Linked DNA regions of Capra hircus: region 1 is linked to region 2. The links are chromatin contacts, called in public Hi-C maps. All regions are on one chromosome and are shown on one strand. Each heading gives the region's core, a stretch centred on a gene start, on an enhancer-like site or on the middle of the called end of the contact. The rest is flanking DNA. Distances are from core to core; before and after follow the strand shown. Region 1 has its middle 41 kb from the start of ACOT11. Region 2 holds the start of SSBP3 (single-stranded DNA-binding protein 3).

Region 1 (7,337 bases), core at 135-2,634, 59 kb before region 2:
AAAAAGGGTACCAGATTCATTGATATTAAAAGGCCCATTCCACCACTGGAAGCCAGTAGGATGCACCCAGTCTGCCAAAGTTTTAGATTCTAGAGCAAACACAAAACCTCACCATCGCATCTTCCCCGCCCCTAGAACGGGTGCTTGGAAGCCCTCTTCAGGCCTGTCACCGGTCACCGGGGGAGTTATTGTCGCCCCTGCCCAGGTACCATTGACTCCGTCCTTAAGGCCCCTCGCCGCCCCGGCTGCAAACTTACTGCAGTGGCCCCTAGGGGGCAGTGTTGCCCCGAACTTGGGCCGCCGCAGCTGCTGCCCCCGCCCCAACGGGCGCCGGGAGAATACTTGAGTTCTGGGAATGTTTGACACCCCCCGGCACACACACCGCCCCCCGCGGCCAGCCCCAGTCCTGGGGGCTCCCGCGCTGCCCACAGCCCGGGTGCGGACTTACTGCTAGCGCCCCCCCACACCCCCCACCTCTCCCAGCAAAATATTTCGCAAGGACAAGGCTTCTATTTTTGTTTTTTCGCAGGAGTAGAGAACAGGTATTGGTCTCAGGCTGCTCGCGCGGACTAGGATGTCTCTGTGTTCAGAGATCTGAGGGAGAAATCTGAGGGGAGAGGAGGCTTGTTTTCCCAAGAACCTGTCAGCTGTTTCCCCCGTCACTCCCGCATCCCTTTGATAAGGGGTTGGCAGGCATGCACCCCCGTACCTCCTTCTCCACGGGTCCCCCAACCCCGCCAGGAAGCGCCCCGGGGTAGAGGGTGTGGGCTGCAGGGTCCGACCTCGCCTTCTCCAGCTCAAGCCCAGGCCCAGGGACCGGGGCACAGGCCGAGCTTGAGGGGCTGGGTTTGGGGGGTGACTTCTGCTGTCTCCCCAGCCTCAGATGTGAGCAGCAAAGTCAGGGTGAAGACGGTGAAGGGGAAACGGAGGGAAAATCCCACTCAAGTTTGGTCCAACGGTTTAATGGAAGTGGGGGGGAGTAGGAAGAATTTAAAAGCCCCGAACCCACAAAGCAGACTTTTTTAAAAAAAATTATAATTGAAAACATCTCGGAGTAAGGGCCGCCAGGAGCGGGCCAGCTCCCCCCGCCCCATCCCCCTCTCCTGCTCCCCGGAGTCCGATGAAGTCATGATAAGTAGGCTGCAAAAAAAAAAAAAGTGGGGGGGGTGGTTTGCAGGGGCTGGGGGCACAGGGGTCCCAGGCTGGGGCCCCGCGCGGACACAGTTTGGATACTATGGTTACGCGATCCGACCCAAACAGCGAAGGCGGACAACAATAGCGGCCGCCAGAGGAGGAAATTCCTTCCGGGGTGGACGGCGCGGGGGGAGGGGCGCCTGGCTGGAACGCCGAGGCGGTGGCTCGGCCAATCAGCGCTCGGCCGCCGGCGGTTTCAAGGTGCCCCGCGCCGCGCGCCCCCGCCCCCCCGCGCGCTCCGCTTGGGCGCTGGAATTGCTGAGACGTTTCCCTGCACGCGCCCTGGTAACCCTGCGGGGGCTGCTGCTCAAGCCGACCCCCTCCCTAGCCCTTCTCCCCGCCCCCCGCCGGAGCCCACCGCCCCGGGAAGACTGAGTGTTCTGCTCCCTGAGTTGCTTGCACTTGAGGGAGATGGGGGTGGAAAACATCCCTCCAAACTACCCCTTTCTGTGGGGTTGGTTACTGCACAAGCCTGTTTTCTATTTTAAAGCATGTCTCAAGAAAAAATGAGAGAGGGGAGAGAGAACAGGGAGAGCGAAGATCCACCCCAACTCAAGAAGCCTGGGAGGCTCTGACCCCTGCCTGCCTGGCCGCAGGGGCTGTTACATAATAAGTTGGGTTATTGATATTGGCGGCCCTGGCCGGGCATCTGGCATGCAGAGATCCAAGGGCAGAGTTGGCATTTAGAAAAGCCCCCCTCCCCCTTTCAGTGACCGTTACCTGCTTTATAAAGGACCAGCGGAACCAGGGGCTCACCTCAGCCGGTGTCTGGGCAATTTACGTGGTGCCCATGGTGTGACCGTGCCCACTGCTACCCCCACCTACCAGGGATTCTGTGCCTAAGTCCCCCTCCTTCAGAATCCCCGGACTGGCTCTTTCCCTGTCGCCAGGCCCTCCACGGTGCCTCCTGCTTTCCTGCCAAGTACCCAAAGCCGGCATCCTGGGCACTCAGAGCACCGAGCTGGTCCCGTTCCTTTTTTAAGCGGAACCAGGTTTCTGCTCTCTGGTGTTTCCTAGCTCGGAACACCACTCTGAGGAGGAGTAGATACCTTTTCTTATTCATTGCCTACTGAGAGATTCACTTCTCTGGAAGGCTCTAACATTCAAAAAGTATTAGCCTCTCTCTCCCACTCTTTCTCTCCCTCTCTTCATATATAATGGGGATAGCCCTAATTCTCCAGTTCTTCGTGTGTCTCTATAAATAAATAATGAGATTTTATTAATTATGCACGTATAGTATCTGCAAGCAGATTGCTCTGTCTCTTGATGCTTAATAATATTTTAAAAATGGAAGAAACTTCCACACTGAAGCTAGGTATTTGGGGTTTTTTCCCTTCCCTTCAAGCAAACAAAAACTTCAAGGGGCCATATGTCCTCCAAGGAGAGGCGAGGAAGGCAGAAAGTTGGGGAGTGCAAGACAGGGAGGGATTAAAGGGGGTCTCTCTGCAGATTTTCAAGGCAGCTGAAGGCAAATTTCAAGTAGCCTGCTTCATGTTTGTGATTGAGCTGCTGGTCTGAAAACATACCAAGGTTCACTTGGGCGTTTGTGTGTTAGCGGGATGGGCAGCTGTTAATAGTAAACAGGAAACCAGCAAGAAGAGAGCTGGCTGCAGCCCAGTCCCTCTCTCAATTCCGCACCCCTTCTCAGAGCCCCCAAACCCTTGAGCTCTGGAAACACACTTGGTTTCTGGGAATTGTGCATCAGTTAATTTCTGGGTGCCCAACACAACTCCTGGCACATAGTAAGGGTTCGAAAAAACGTTTGCACATTGAACAAATGGAGCATGGAGAACATATCCAGGGTTGGGGAGTGGTTGCACAGAGGCCGGGGCTAGGTCTTGGGGCACTATGCCTTGAAGGCATAACAGTTGGAGCTTCAGTCCTCAGACAGTGGGGGAGGGACTCGCCCCTCCAATTTTGTCGTCCAGGAAGTGACAGAGCCGAGCTGAGCATTGAAAAACTAATCTGAGTGAGGGAGACCAGAGAGAGGTGCAGATACAGGAACCATCAGGCAGAGTCCATATGGCCAGAGAGAAAGGATACAGAGGTAGCCTCCTATCTTTAGCATGTGGAAATGAGGCAGTGGGAGGGGTCAGAGGTGAGCTTTGATTCAAAACGTTCTAGTTCCTGATCTGAATAGCAAGCCTATGGAAATAGAGATTTAAAGGGTGCAGACATGAAGTGTAAGGACTCCTATAGAACAGGCTTCCCTCGTAGCTCAGTTGGTAAAGAATCTGCCTGCAGTGCAGGACACCGGGGTTCAATTCCTGGGTTGGGAAGATCCTCTGGAGAAGGAAATGGCAACCCACTCTGGTATTCTTGCCTGGAGGATCCCATGGACAGAGAAACCTGGAGGGCTATAGTCCATGGGGTCACAAGAGTTGGGCACAACTTAGTGTCTAAACCACCACCACCAGAACAGGCACCTTAGACTGAAATTTTAAAAGCAGACAAAAAAAGAGATCCCAGAGGAGGCACGCATCATTAATTGTCCATTGGACTGTCCAAGGAATTATCATTTGGGACCCAGAGATCCCAAGAGATCAGGGGCTAATCGCGGGCAGAGGGTGGTTGGTTTCCACAGCAGGACCAGTTGCTAGCACACCACCCCACATCTTTTGCCTCCTTCTCAAGTTATTTGCACAACACCCGCCTTGCAGGAGAGAAACAATTTTCTCACCCAGCCCAAAGCAGACCAAGGCTTCCTACAAAAGGGTTAATTAAACTGGGTATGTGTTGCGCAAGTTGAAAAAAAATTTTTTTCAAGGGAGAAGTTCTGGATGACATTTCTTCTGCCTGTGAGAGGTCTATATATCACCAAGGAGTTAAAACATAAAAATAAAATTGTGCTGGCTGAGGTTACCACAAAGCTATCAAGCTGGGTCTTGTTGCCGGAGTCCTGGCATCTGCTGTGTAATTTGGGGAGCACTTACTCTCCCAACCATGGGTGGGGGCAGCTGTCTGACTTCTCTCTTTGTATCCTCTTAATTAAAAGGGACCAGGATCCCTTACCACATGTGTTAAAGGACATCTCTTGTGCCAAGGAAAGGCAAGGAGATGAAGATGCTATGGGTACTCGGGATGCAGGGAGATGGTACCAGGATCCAACATGAACCCTCCCTGCCACCCTCACCCCCACCCATACCTGATGTATCATGACCTGCTCTATGACCTTGGGCAAAGTCCTCAGTTTTCCCAAAAATCAAAACGAGGAGGGGAGAGAAGGATGGTTAAAAATCAAGGATCCTTCTCACTCTCTGGCTCTAAGAAATGGGTCCAACTGGACCTCAGGCTATCTTCCCTCATGGTCTGTTGGGATGGAACCTCTGTCCCCCCTCCAGCAGCCAACATGCCTGTTGCCTGCCCCCCCTAGTTCCAGTTGTGGGGCCAAGGTCCCAAAACACAAACCACCTTTAGACTACAAAGGTCCCCAGTTGTAGATATGCCCAAGCTCCGACAGTGCCTCCTACACACAAATGCAGCAAAACCCTAGGCTCAGACACCATCTAGGCTGACAGGCCGCCAGGCCCAGCTCACCTGGGATGCATGTAAGCCCTCTACAACATCCCAGGCTCGTGTCTGTCCAGCCTCTGCTTGAATGCCTCACATGACCAGAAACTCACTATCACTTGTATACCCTGGCACAGGGTACCCTTACCACCTAACTGCTCCTGTCCACCAAGGCGTCCTGCTAATAGTTCAAAGCCAGCATGTACCAGGATGGAACTCATGATGTCCTCGACAAACCTGGTACTCCTCCACTTCCTCTCATGCATCCTGGCTCAGACAACTGACACCACAAGCGAAAAGCTTAGGACTTCTTCCTGCTTTCCCACTCCCTCTCCAGTTGGTCCCCAAGTCCTGACATTCCATCTTCTTACTGCCTCTCCAGTTGGGCCCACCTCCTCATCCCCCTCCCTCATCGCTTGCCTGTGCAGTACATCTGCTTCTAGCTGGCCTCCCTGTCTCCTGATTAGTCCCATCCACATGACCCTCCATGCTGCCTACCAGAGGGCCCTTTCTAAACCCTTAACCTGAATATCACACTCCTCTGCTTACAAATAAACGATGACACAAGTGGCCCACAGGACCACACTCCAAAATTCCTTACCACAGTATTCAAGGCTTTTCTCAATCTGGTACAGACACAAAGCAATCCTATCGCCCACCTTCCTGGTAGACTTACTTCACCCTGCAGCCCCACAGAATGGCGTGCTGGTCCCTGAACATACTTTGTTCTTTCATATCTTTGTCTGTGTAGCCCCTCCACCTAGGACACCCCTCTCAGCACTGAAGAAAGAGGTGGAAAGTACAGGGTCTCTGCCCTAGAGGAACCCACATTCTAGAGCTGCACTATCGCCTATGGGAACCACTCATCACACAGGCCGACCGAACACATGAAATGTAGCTAATTCAGACTGAGGTGTGCCGTAAGTGCAAAATACACACCAGATTTCAAAAACTTAGTACAAAAATAATAATGTAAATTAGCTTGTTAATAATTTGTTTCTGTTGATTCCATGTTTACCATAATTTTGGTATCTTGGGTTTAATAAAATATATTAGTAAAAGTAATTCCATCTGTTTCTTTTTACTTCTTACAACCTGGCTACTAAAGACTGTAAAAAAGTACAGGGGTGCTCTCACTCGTGACTCGCTGGGCATGTCTGTGAGACAACGCAGCCAGGAGCAGAGACGCAGAAAGCGGCGGTCAGAGCAGTGATGTCGGGAACAGCCGACGGGGGCGGACACAGGGTGCTAGAGGCCAAGGTGAAGGCGGCGCCCCCTCGCCCCCATCTGAAGGTGGTGAGTTTAGGCTTGCCAGCGTGGCCATGTCCTCAGACAGCACCTGGACCAGCTGGCACACAAGGGCAAGTGCTGGCGGAAGTACGTGCAAACAGGGAGGCAAGGCGTGCATTCAGAGTGCTCTCAGCTCCCCCCAGACACTTTTCTCTGGAAGCCATCCCTGACCACCCATTCCTGGGGCCCAGCTGAGGTGAGTCCTCCTGGGGGGCTCCTAGAGCCCCTCGTCTTCCCAGTCACAGTACAGAGCAGTTGGTGCTGTCATCACCATTGATGGTTGTGACCACCAACCCACCCCTTCCACCCCACCCCATCCCACCCCATCCCACCCCAACCCAACCCTCCTCTGGGCCTGAGGCCTGGGGGTGGTCCCTCACTTCCTCACAGTGGTGTCCTGGGGCTTGGCGCGCAGGGGGTACCTCACGGAATGTTTGTTGAAAGTTGAATGAATTCCTTCGTTCAACAAACATTCATTGACCCTGAGCGACCTTTCCAACTACATCCTTTGACAACGCCACACATCCTCAGAGGTGCCTTCCACCAGCCAACCAACTGTAGGAACCCATATTGCTGCCCAGAACAGCTATCGTGCTGGGTTTTACTGAGCCCTGCCTGGCCACAGTTACAGTACTTATGTAGGTTATCCCATTTCATTTTCTCCATAATCCTGTGAGATGGGTTCCACAGATCCCCATTTGTATACAGGCGAGGAACTTGAGTCTTGGAGAGATGAAGTGACTTGTCCAAGGTCGAGGTCACAAGGTAGGTCTGGACGGAGCTGACTTTCACAAATCCGTCCTCTAGTTGCCAGGCCTTTGGCCTAAGACAGGGCTCCTGCAGGATTTTCCCAGGGACCATCCCAATTGACTGCTCTTCACGCTCTCCCTTCTCTTGCTTCCTCCTCCTTCTCCCTCTGTACCTCCAGCTGTGAGAGAGTTGAGTTTAATTCAGATGCTAGCAGTGGGGACGGCCCCTACCCCATACCCTTTGCAGGCAAAGTGCCTCCCCCCAAAGGCTGCCCAAGGCTGAACACCCCGCCCCCAGCTGAGGAAGGGAGGAGGGAGGGGAAGAGAAACCCACCGGGGCCTCTGGGGCACAGCCCTGAGGAGCCCCGGTGTTTGGTTTCAATTAGGAGGACAAATTCCAGGAAGCCAGGCCAGTGCTAGGGGGGTGGAGGGTGCGCAGAGCAGGGCTCAGAATGAGGAGGCTTCTGGAATCTGGCCTTGGGAAGAGGCTCCCGTAGGGTGAGGGGCCCGCTGGGGAAGAAGCCTGGCCCCCAGGGCCCGGTTCAGGTCCCAGTTCACGTTTACCAACTTACTGCAGTGTGCTGTCAGGGGCAT
Region 2 (6,487 bases), core at 750-3,249:
CCTAGCCCATCAAAAATAGAAGTTCAGGGGAAGGGTATGAGCAGGACAATTTAATTAGTGTGGGCTCTAAGGTACCTTAAGTTAGCCCTATTAAATTAAACCGCCTGGGGGAAAAATAACTGTAATTATTTCCTTCTCTCCCCTATCGTTGTATTTCAACTCCCTCCCAACCTCCATGCTTCCCTCATTCACAAAACAACCTTTAAACTAGGAGCTAGCACACAGACAACCAGAGACTAGGAGTGTTTTCTTTTTTCTACCTCCTTTCCCTGCAAGCTCTAGGTCCCAGCAGAGAACAGAGTGCGTCCAGAGGCATTGGTAGGCCCTGGCTGTATTCTAATTTAGGGAAGCTGTTACACTGAGTAGAACATTATTCCAAAAATGCACCCAGAGTCTCCTTCCTGAACCAATGCCGTCTGTTTGCTGCAGGGGCATTTCTTTTTAAAGCCCCTTCTTCTCTCATCGACAAATCAAAATAAGCAAACTTTAATGGTAGTGAATTATCCCTTATTTTGTTGAATCTAGTTCTGAGTTTTCCTACTTGAAACATGTTTTCCCCAGGACACTGACCTATCCTTTAATTGTTTGGTGCGAGGCATGTTAGGGGGAGGGGCGTTACTTGTTTATTGGAACAGCGCAGTTAAAAAAAAAAAAAATCAACCTAGGCTAACAGTTTCAAGGCTCCCCTAAAGATGTATCCAAACAGGCAGCCAATCAGCGCTTACACAGCTTTTTCTGCTAGACTCTTTTAAAGAGACAGTGTTTTATCCCATTTAAAGAGAACCGCGCTCTAAAAACAGTCTGAAAATGGGGGAGTCTTGCCCTGTTTGGTTGGTTTCTCGTCATAAGAGTGTCTAATGAGGGACACTCAGTGTGTCCTCGGGTTCTCGGCGTGGGCAAAAAGGAGTCAGGAGCAAATAGCTGGGTCACTCTGCCAGCCCCCTTCAATTTCCCATTGTACACCTGGGTCACTGACAATGGAAGCTTCCCCTCCCCCCACGGCTGGCTCTCGTACCCCACTCCCCAATTTAGCTCCATTTATTTGAAGTTTGCAGATTTCTGTGGCGCGTATTCCGCGCAGCGGGGCGCCCAGGTGACAGCCCCCTCTACCCTGGAATGGCACCATCTCTCCCGGAGAAGCCGAGGGGCTAACTTGCTAGGGCGGGCAGACCTTGGAAATTTGGGAGCAATCACTCTCCCTTCTCTTAGCCCAAGTCTTCAGTCCCTTCCCCCAGGTTCCCCAAAGCAGGCCAAGGGCCATTTTCGCGCGACTCCACTTTGGGGTTTTCCAAAGTATTTTAATGATCTAGTAAAGGAGCAGCCGCGCGCCTCGGCGCCGGCTCAAGCCGCCCAGCTCCCAGCGTGGAATCCCGGGCCCTGCGCACCGAAGCCAGACTAGGCGAGAGGGAGGACCACGGGCGGGGCGGCCAAGGGTGGGGGCGAGTGGGAGTCTGGGGAGGGGGTCGGGGTCGGAGCCCACGGGAAGGGCAGGCGAGGGGGAGGGGGAGATCAGGGCTGGGCTGGCGCGGGCTGAGGCTGGGGGAGGTGAGGGGCAGATAAGGGAGAGGGACGTGGCGGGAGGGAGCCGGCGGTGCTCGGCTCAGGGGTCCGCGCCCCCTCCCCTCCGACTATGCCGCAGAGCCCCCCGCCCCCCACCCGCTCCCCAGCGGTCCACGCCGCGGAGACCGCGGGTCGGACCCCCTCTTCGCGGGTGCCAGGAGACTAGAGCTCCCCCTTCTCGATTCGCGTCCTCTCCCTACATCTAGAGAAAACAGAGGCTCGCGCCCGCGGACACCCCCAGTTCGCCCGCAGAAGCAGGGACAGCGGCTCCTCGGCGGCGGCCTCAGCGGGGACTGCCGCGGCCGGGCGCTGACAGGGCGTCCCTCCCGGGCCGCCCTGGGCCCGCCCCCGCGCGCAGATTGGCCGAGGCGCCAATCAATCGCGGGACGTTGACGCCCGCCTCGATCCCTCGCCGGGGTAGCCACGTTCGGTTGAGCTCCAAGTAGACCAGCGGCGGCGGCGGCGGCAGCGGTGCAGGAGGCGCAGAGGGCGGCTGCAGGCGGAGCCGGGCGGGCGGGCGCGCGAGCGAGCCAGCGGGCAGCCGGGCCGGCGGGCGAGCGGCGGCGGCGGCGGCACCGGCACTCCAGGCCGAGCCGGCGCGGGAGGAGTTCCAGGGCGATGGGGCCGCGGCCGGGGCTGACGCTTTGACAGCTGGAAAGAGCGCGGAGCCAGCGCCTGGGGGGGAGGGAGGGGAGCGCGGCGAGGAGAGCGCGAGCGAGTGTGCGAGCGAGCGCCGGGGAGGGGCCGGGAGCGAGGGGGCAGCTCGGGAGCAGCCGGAGCGGTAGCGGCGGCGGCGGCGGCGGCGAGGAGGCTCGGCGTCCTCTTCTCTGCAAACCATGTTTGCCAAAGGCAAAGGCTCGGCGGTGCCCTCGGACGGGCAGGCTCGGGAAAAGTAAGCCCTATTTTCCAAGTGGCGGCCGCGCCGCTGCCGGGCTGCGGGCGGGTGGTGGGAGGCAGGTGGGCGGGCGGGGGCTGCTGCGCTCCGGGCCCCGGCGCCGCCAGCCTGGCCCCTTCCCGAGGCCGCGGCGGGCGGCGTGGGAGAGCCCATTGTTGGGAGCCGGCTGAGGTTGGGGCGTCGGGGGGCGCCGCCGGGGAGGGGGCATTTGGTGGCCCCGGGGCGTGCCGGGCGCGGGGCCCCGCGGAGAGGGGTGGGCGAGGTCCTGCGAGCCAGCCGGGGCATCCGCCCCGGCCGGGGAGCTCGCGGCGGTGACCGCACTTTGCCCACCGGGCGCGAGCAGGGGGCGCGTGGCTTCTTGCAGCCCCGAAGGCTCCTTTTGTCCGCCCGCGGCTTGAGGAGTGCGTGGCGGGGGCTTTGTTCGGCCAGGAGCGCTCTGCCTTCCCTGCCCTCGGCCCCACCGCCGGCCCCGCGCCCTCCTGGGCGCCGGGCTGGGCAGGGACAGCGGCGCCGGCTTGGCCCTAGCTTGGGGGACAGTTGTTTTGGGGGGAGGTGGTGAGGGCGGCGCTTTGCTGCCCTCTCCAGAGCGCGGAGCACCCCGGAGTCCAGGACTGAGTCTCCCCGGACCCTCAAAACTGGGGAGAGGGTGGGTTGGTGGCAAGGAGTAGGTCGGGAAAAGAAGCGAGGCTCTGGGGTCGGGCGGTTTGCGAGTTTGAGAGACCTAGGTGGGTTTGGTCCCGACGCTACTTGGAAGTTCAAGTTCGGGGGCTGCTCTTCAGCCCCCGCGGCTTGAAGTAAACGCGTCTCCTGGTACCCACCCCCTAATTGCTCGAACCCTTGGCCCCAGGCAGGACCGAGCTAGCTGCTCACCTCTGGTCGGGGCCACAATGGGACAGCACGGACAGGGTTGGAAGCCGGCTGGTACGGTCCAGGAGCGAGCACCAGTGTGATCTGACGCCTTCCCTCTCTCTCTGTGCCCCCTGCCCACTCTCCAGGTTAGCTTTATATGTCTACGAATATTTACTGCACGTAGGAGCACAGAAGTCTGCACAGACCTTCTTGTCAGAGGTGAGTGGGACTCCCCCAGTCATCCAGTTCTTGACACCCCCTCCTCCCCATCGTTCTTAAAGCCTTTGTTTTCTGGAACAGCCACTGTGGCCACCATTTTGAATTTTTATCACCTTTTGGCATTTATTGTTAGTTGGTCTTCACAGCCTTTTGGCTCCGGGAAGCCCCCAGCCCACCCCTTCCTTCTGCTGCCCTGAGCTGTCTCTGTTCTCTCCATTCTAGATTCGATGGGAAAAAAACATCACGTTGGGAGAACCGCCTGGGTTTTTGCACTCGTGGTGGTGGTAAGTTTGTGATAGTTTTGTGTGTGTGTGTGTGTGTGTGTGTTTTGTTCTGAGCCCCCCGGGGTCCAAGTGAACAAAGACAGGGGGTCTGGAGCAGGCTCCCTGTGCTTTAGTCCTCAGCATGGTAGAGAGCAGGGCGCCTCTGGGCCCTCAGACCAGGACTGGCAGAGAAGGGAAAGGGCAGCAGAGGTCGATGCATAAAGTTTCTGCTTCCTATTTTCCCACTGGTGAGAACCTACTAATCATGCCTGGTGTTGCAATAGAAATGCCTTCCTTTTACATCTCACTCTGAAGCAGTAAGCATGGACTTGGAAAAAACCTGAAAGGATTTTTGTCAATTCTGCATGCTGCTTTAATTAGAGGGAGTGGGGGTGGGGCAGGACCGGTGGCTGGGATACCAGGTCTGTTTTACAACTGGCCTGTCCCTTCCTTTTTCCTCTATAAGTGAAACTTTGAGAGAAAGATCCATGGGTACCTTTTCCAGGCACCCTGAGAAAGAGCAAGAGGAGGCTGCCACTTCCTTTAAAGATACTAATTCAGACTGACTGGATGTTCCCGCCCTCAAGCCCCCACCCCTCTAAATAGCCCTAGAACCTCCAGGTTTCATTTTACTGAGACCTGGCATATGCCTGTCGTTGGTAGTTGGGGGCTGTTTCTGTGACCCTCTCCCCAGGCCCCTGGGCCCTGCCTGCCTGGGACCACCAGAGATCCGCTCCTGGTTTGCAGCCCCCCAGGAGGGAGGCTTAGGTTTAGCAGGAGCAGTTGCTTTGAGTAAGACTTGGGTGTTTTGTGAGACCGATCGGTGGAGTCTTTGACATCTTTTTCAAAAGGAAAAGAGAGCAGAGTGGTTTTTGATATTTTGCTGCAGTTCAGTGCCCCCATCTTGGGATCTTAGCACTTTTACCTGACCGCCAGCTCGGGTTACTGTTTCAAGTGTCTTTGAGATGCAGGGGGATGAAGTGTCTGTTCTAACTTGCTGCAGAGAAGATGAGTTTTTAATTACTTCTGCCAACCTCGCAACTGCAGAGTTGGAGGCGTTTGGTGTGGTGTAAGGATTCTACCTGTAGGAGTGGGTGGCCGGTCTTCTGTGCTTTTGTTTTCCGAGAGAAGTTGTGTGGCTGGGGCTGGCCGGTCTGGCCACCTCGGACTTTGCAGACACTTAGGCTTATGAGTAAAAATTACTCAGAAGGGGCCAGGGAGTTTGTCGTGTTAGAAATGTAGCATGTAGAGAAAGTTAATCAAATATGTGCAGCCTCAGAGCACAGAAAGGAATGTTCTGCTGTTAGTAGGAGTAGACTGTCCTCCCTCTACAGTTAATAAAAGTCCCCGATTATCCTGTTCTGTGCTTAATCACTGCACCGCCCGCCCCCCCCCCCCCCCCCCCATATACAACTTCTCCAACCTTATCTCTGCCTTGGGAACTAGAGTGTGTCGTGCCGGGCTCCGGCAGTGGGGACTCTGTGATTTGACACCGGGCAGATGACCACAGCCTTTGGAGTGGGAGGAAGCGGTGGAGCGGATCTGAAGAGGGCCAGGCTGCGTTCCTCGCGCACCTGGAGTGAGATGCTTGTCCGCTGACAGATAGAACTGGCAGTTGAGATGGTTTCTTCTGGGCTGGCTGTTTATAATGACGACAGGAGCTCTGATCCAGGAGTCAGACCTCTGCTCTGGTGCACACTTTACCCTTCAGGCGAGTTCCTATCCCTGGGCCTCGGGCTCTTGACCTGGAGAGGGTTTCTAAGGCTTCTTGTTGATACCACTGATGACCTCATGTTTGTATAGGGTTTTGTTGGTTGACAAAGGATTTGTCTGTCTGTTTTCACATAATGCAAAGGGTTGGGGTGACCATACAGAAATCACAGAGGGGAGTTAGGCTGGGAAATCTCCCCCCAACCCTGCTTTTGCTGGACAAGTGGCTGTCTGAGGGGGGGTGGGCTTTATGTCATTGTAGAAAAACAAGATACTTGATCATCCATAACCTCACCTTTGGGTGATGGATTTATGTTCTTGGATGGGCAGGGGAGGAATTGTTTTTATATAGGAATGCCTTGGGGGAGGGCCTAGGTGAGAGTATGGGTGAGCTGGCAGGGATCTGTGGTGGCCAGACCCACCAGCCCCAACCATACAACTTCTCTCAGAAAACAAAAGCACACAAGACCCGTCACCCACTCCTACAGGTAGAATCCTTACACCACACCAAACGCCTCCAGGGTATGGGCTCTGGGTTAAGAACCTGGAGATTCTCTTTATTGCCAGAGTCACCCAGGTTTCTATGTATATGAATCATAGTCGTGACTTTGACAATTTAATCCTTAAATGAAATGCAGCCATTTTGGGTGGAGGTGGGGGTGTTCATATGAGAGATGAGACGGGCATGGATTTTCATCCAGATTCCTACCTGTCCTCCTTGGGCATCCGTGCGTGTGTTGCACTAATGGGCTTGAGCCTTCGTTGTCCTGTGTATAAAGTGGGAATAAAATCACCTACCTTACAGCTCTTGGGGGTTACAAGCAGTGTCATGGGCATGCACATAGTAGGTGCCTGAAGGGTGAGAACTATTGCTCTTACTACAAATGCCAGGCTGTCAGAAGAGGTTGGGTCCATTTTGTTTTGTAGACTGAGTTTGCCCAATGACGGCTGAAAAGGTGGGACTGAGCCTTGGGGAGACCTGGTGCTGTTA

Evidence for each region. A called contact is a pair of places that touch in the nucleus more often than the background predicts.
Region 1: a contact with region 2 is called in a Hi-C map of blood, with 5 times the contacts expected there. The contact joins the enhancer-like site here to the promoter of SSBP3 in region 2. A contact is called at or near these places in 3 of 5 Hi-C or Micro-C datasets (blood and liver).

The regions. Positions count from the first base shown.
Region 1 is chr3:28,999,583-29,006,919 of ARS1.2, reverse strand. No RefSeq gene overlaps it. Among named protein-coding and RNA genes, the nearest start is that of ACOT11, 41 kb to the left of the region's middle. Within about 2 kb of position 1,384, at least 5 of the 5 cell types and tissues checked have an H3K27ac peak or open chromatin away from gene starts, as enhancers often do.
Region 2 is chr3:28,941,711-28,948,197 of ARS1.2, reverse strand. SSBP3 (single-stranded DNA-binding protein 3) reads left to right here and starts at 1,999. Exons shown (of 18, transcript XM_018044504.1): 1 at 1,999-2,452; 2 at 3,451-3,523; 3 at 3,746-3,807. The coding sequence starts at 2,397.